2 separate regions of the Gossypium hirsutum genome follow, and region 2 is linked to region 1. Evidence: chromatin contacts called from public Hi-C data. All regions are on one chromosome and are shown on one strand. The core of a region is the stretch at or near the end of the contact, and the rest is flanking DNA. Distances in the headings are between cores, read along the strand shown. Region 1 holds the start of LOC107949460 (transcription initiation factor TFIID subunit 12). Region 2 holds the start of LOC121213624 (trihelix transcription factor PTL).

Region 1 (2,741 bases), core at 98-2,597:
CTACATTACTTTTCTAGGTCAGATTTACCACCACTGACAGGCACAAATCCTTGACGTGCCCGTACTTACTGTAAAAAAACATATTGTTGAAGCGCCTCATATTCCACTCATTAGACGATGCCGTCGACCATAACCTGAGAAAGAAAATGCTTGTCAATGTTAATAAACATAGCCAGACGAGCGAACTGGCCTCTGGTTCTGCTATCAGTTTAAAAAATCCAGTTTTGCCACTTTTTCGACTAGCCCCCTGATGACCTCTATGTCTTCGATTTATATATAAATCTCGAGAGTTTCGATAGCCGGGTCCAAGCCATCACCACGCTGGGATATGGCTACGATGAAGTAAAATCTTTAGTCCAAGGTTGAACAGTAAGGTACTGGCCGTAAATGATCCATGGTCCCTGAGTCAATACTCGATTATAATCTTTATTGTTCTGAAACCTAACAAAAAAATAATTGTTTTCTATGTCCATGAGATGGAATGGTTTTGTAGGTTTCCATAGGCTGCTTATTTGATTATGAAGAGTGTTATAGCCAATGCTTCGCCCTAAAAGCTTGAGTACGACCGTCAATTCCATCTCTTTGAAGAGAATTTCTTAAATACTGTCCGAGAAGACAATTGCTGGAATCCCATTGACCATGGTCGTACTCACATCACCTTCTAACAACTCAAAATCACTTTCACTTCCCTCGCTAGGGTCATTACAAGCCATACCAAAAATGACTGCTCCTCCCCCTAAAAGCTTGTCCTTCCAAGACAAATTCGGGATTAGATAAGAGTCCACAACCATAGTAGCAACCTCTCCATCGATTCCTTCCTTAATCTCACTTTCTTAGTGTTCCGATCCCCATCAGATCTAGAATCACTAGCACCTCCGTTATCAGAATTTTGCATATTTTAAGAGCTTTTTTCTTTGACCATTCTTTATGCTTCCTTGTCAATCAACTTTTTAAAACCGTTGATAAATTTTTACTTTAACCCTTAATAAAACGGTCGAAAGAAAATTTATAAATGATCCAAATGAGAATATTTAAGGAATTAATAATATTAATTAAAACATTTAGTAGTATCTAAAATGATGATACCTATTTTGATGCATTAAGTGTATTAAGCAAGGGAGATTAGATGCAGAATGGTGAGATTTTGTTTAAATGATGATAGTTTAATGAACTGGAAAATAAATCCAATAAAAACAGATTACAATTATCCAATTTAATACAGATAATAAATAAATTTGAAGATTACAACTATCCAATCCCCATAGAAAGTTTGCAGATATTATAAGCAATATTTATAACTCCTTTCCTTATATTTAGTGCAAACATTTTCATTCAAACCCCGAAACAAAGAAATAGGATTAAATTGACAAATTTATAAAATTAAGATCTAAATTTGTAGTTTATCCAATAGCTTATTTTAATGTGTGTTTTAAAAGTTCAGAGAGGAAAAAGAGAGCTCGTCTACAGTTGATAAACCAACTAAACTTCCTCTTCAATCCTTCCATCCTTGCACTCCTGATGGACCAACAGCAACCACCGCCGCCAACCCCTAATGCTCCTCCTCCTTCCTCCGCCGTCGACCCACCTCCGCAACCACAGCCGCAGCCACAAATTCAACAACAAACAACGCCAACGCCCCCGTCCTCAACATCCTCTACCGCAATCCCTAACCCTAACCCCAACCCTATCCCGAAACCCTTACCTTCCGCCATACCACCACCGAAACAGCCGCCGCAGCCTAAACCAGCTCTCCCCTCTCATCAGCCAAGATCCGCCGCTGCATTCTCGAGGCCATGGCAACAGCACTCTGCCCAGTTCACTCATTTCTCTTCCTCTTCTCCTTCCGCCTCATCGTCTCCTTCCCCTTCACTTTCCTCTCAGCCGCGAGGCAGCATTGCCCTCGGTGTTCCTTCGTCCCATTCTGGCCCCTCGCCTCCTTCTCCTTCACCTCCGCAATCCACTCCGTTTACCGGTTCCTTTGGCCATTCCTTCGGTGGAACCTCTAGTTCCAATGTTTCCCAGGTTGGATTTTAAGCTTGTGGGTTATTTTCACTCACGATTTTGAGCTTTTGATGCTGAAATTTCCTCTTCTTGTGATATTTCTTTTTCATAGGCAAGGCCAATGATGCGAGGAATAGGGATGGGATCATCAGTTGGTTCAAGTTCACAAATGAGACCAGGTGGGATTTCTGCTCAGCATCAACAAAGGCCTTTGCAATCATCTCTTAGACCAACATCTTCACCAACTAGCCAGTCCCCTTCTACCCAAGTTAGTATTATTTTTAAGGATTAATGTATATTATTTCTTTTTATTAATTTAAATGACATTGATTTTTTGTCAATAATGTTCTAATAATGCTAAAAAATGTTAGTTGAATTTAAATGGTCGCAGTAATAACAGTTTTAGCATATTTTAATAGAGTTCTTAATAATGTTTTAGATTTTTAAGGCTGCTTAGAACTGTTGGTTGAATCTAGAAAATACTAATCCTTTCTCCCTGACTTGTATTATTATTTTTAATCTTAATTTGAATATAGTATTGGTAGGTTGAAGTAAGCTGCTTTAAGGAGTTCGTCAAGAGAGCTAAGGTGTTATTATCTACTATATAACACATTGTGGTTGCCAACAACCTCTTGGCTTCATAGCCAGATTCTTGTATTGTGTGGCATGAGACCTAGGGTTCGATCCTTAGCATACCAATCCCCATTCTCCTATCATCGAATGTGAAAGAAAAGAACACA
Region 2 (2,741 bases), core at 105-2,604, 650 kb before region 1:
GGCCTAAAACTCCATTGTTGTTGCTGGTATCCCCATATAAAGCTTCAAGTTGACGAAAGAATCGATAGTGTTTACCATCCTGTCTCCCAGCCTTGCCTTCCTTAGTCTTTTTATAATATTTATACAAGTTTTCGAATTTTTCCCTGCATTTTTTCCCACTCCTTTGGTACCCATGTTCCTCAAACATGACTCTACAGCACCAAGAGAAAAGGGAAGGAAATGGCAATAAATTAAACTTTAAACCTATTAGAAAACAGATGAACCCTAATTCAAATTTGTATGACCATGGAAATATCATGTGATGAATGTTGATAAAGCTCTTATTTGACCATTCAAAATTGAAAAATAAAGATGGGTCTTTCGGCAAGGGACTGATGAAAACGTCTTTTCATGGAAAAAACTTGCAGATGGGTACTTAAAACATCCAAAAGGTTAGTCATTTTTATAGTAAAAACCAGTAAAAACTTGCACAATAATGGAGGCAACACATTTTCAAAGGAAAAAAAGAGAGCAAGTCAGTTGAAGACTATAGAAATGATCAGCTATCGTTTATTTTCTTTAAAAATAAATAAAAGAAGAAAACTCGTGTAATACTGTTCCTGGTTTGAACCCCATTTCATATCTTTAAAAGGAGAAACAATCCGTGGAGTGAAGTTGCTAGCTTTGGGAATGGAAGAAAATAGAGAATTAGGGTATGGAGAGCATGGAAGAATAAATATATTATTTGTATATACCTGGAAACTTCATCCCACAAAGGACCCTTTTGATTAGCTTCTTTGAACTTGGGGTCGAGATGAGATCTGATCTCAAGAAGTGTTAAAGTCTCTTGTCTCGGCCACCTTCCATTTCCTCCGTCACCTCCAAAAGCAGTGGCTTCACCGTCGAACCCACAGCTGGGACTAAGTGTGGAAGCACTAGTGACAGTGGCAACAGCAGCCATGGGAGTGCCATTAGTATTACCAGTAGAATCAGAAGGGAACTCATGTCTACCCACCATTTGCATCACATCGAAGGGGTGGTGGGGTTGCTGCGATGGCGGCAGATTCCGGTGGTGGCCGGGGGAGAATAACTCAGTATCCTGTGGAATTGCTTGGAAATTGATGGGTTTTCCGTTGAGTAGTTGCCTAAGATCGGGTATGGCATATTGATGGTGACGATGATCCTCCATTTCCATATCGATTTATGAATCCAAAAAGAAAAAAACAATGGATAAGGAAAAGGAAAGAGTAGAGTAAAGCTAGAAAAATAAAAATAAAGAGTGAAAGAGAAAGTTTTTAATAGAGAGAAAGAGTGTATGAGAGAGAGAGATAGAGAAAGCGGCAGACTCGGATCGTGTCGTCCACGAAAAATCTCCAAATTAAGCTTAGGACAACGGTCCCACACTCTACAAATATACGTATTTTGCTACAATCTTTTCCAAAATTACCTACATTTGTACATAATTGGAGTGTCTATTAATCCTAACTAGAGGTGTTCATGGGCCGGGCGGCCCGGGCCGGCTCGACGGCCCGCCCGAAATATGGGAGAGTTTTGGTAAAAATATAGGCCCGAAATATGGGCTTCGGCAAAAATATTTTTATTTTTATTTTTTAATTTTAAAATATTTTTAAAATACTTTTTTTTAATTTTTTAATTTTAAAATTTTTTTAAAATACTTTTTTTAATTTTAAAATATTTTTAAAATACTTTTTTTTTAATTTTAAAATTTTTTTAAAATTTTTTTAAAATACTTTTTTTAATTTTAAAATATTTTTAAAATACTTTTTTTAATTTTTATTTTAATTTTTAAAATAAATTTTTGGTATATATTTAAAAAACGGGCCGGGCCCGGGCTTATGAATTTTTTCCCAGGCCAGGCCTGGGCAAAATTCTAGGCCCATATTTTGGGCCGGGCCGGGCCCGGGCCTAGGACCCGGGCCGAAATTTTTTCTGGGCCCAGCCCGGCCCATGAACACCTCTAATCCTAACCCAGGTTAATTTGGGTGTACCTTAACTTGGATTTTGATATTTATTTTGTATCCGCTTATTTTAAGTAAAAGAATTTTTGAATTTTTTATAAAAACATTTATTCATTCTTTTTAATTTAATTTATGTTAATTTTAAGAGTGAAAGTGAATAATTAAGGACAATTAATCATGGTATTAATGTCTTCAGTCAATTGTAAATGATTTTAGCTCTCGATGTTTATATGTTTTGTCAATTTGGTCTAGATTCTAAAAAATTTAACAAATTTAGCCTCAATATTTAACATTTACAAAAATATTACAGGATAAATTTGTTAAGTTATTACCAAATTAACAAAATGTGTAAATTTTAATGGCTAAATTTGTTATTATACTAATCAAAATTATGTACAAATGATAGAAAACATTAACGTCATGGTTAATTGTTCTTAATTTCTCACATTCAAAATTGATAGGAATTAAATTTCCCAGATTTTTTAGAGGGACTAATTTGTCCAATTTCAAAATTAAAAAGAACTAAAAATATATTTTTACCCATTTTTTAAATTTAGAAAAGAGATCCATATCATTTTGAATTATTTATTCAAATCATTTTTAATCCAAACCACTCTAGGTTCCAATCATTTTGTGTCGATCATTTTGAATAAAATGATTTTAAATTAAAAAACTTGAATTATTAATTTTTTATAATAAAATTAAATTGAATCGAGTCCGGGGCCAAAATCAAGGGTAGTGTCAAAACATTCCAATCACAACCCATTCCTCGACCGCGAGAAA

The links. Hi-C and Micro-C count contacts between places; a contact is called where the count stands out from the background.
Region 2: a Hi-C map of leaf shows a contact between it and region 1, with 3 times the contacts expected there. The contact joins the promoter of LOC121213624 here to the promoter of LOC107949460 in region 1. A contact is called at or near these places in 2 of 34 Hi-C or Micro-C datasets (both in leaf).

Annotation. Positions count from the first base shown.
Region 1 is chrD01:32,804,908-32,807,648 of Gossypium_hirsutum_v2.1, reverse strand. It overlaps LOC107949460 (transcription initiation factor TFIID subunit 12), which reads left to right and starts at 1,347. Exons shown (of 9, transcript XM_016884113.2): 1 at 1,347-2,022; 2 at 2,114-2,269. The coding sequence starts at 1,519.
Region 2 is chrD01:33,457,053-33,459,793 of Gossypium_hirsutum_v2.1, reverse strand. LOC121213624 (trihelix transcription factor PTL) reads right to left here and starts at 1,354. Exons shown (of 2, transcript XM_041086434.1): 1 at 735-1,354; 2 at 1-191. The coding sequence starts at 1,174.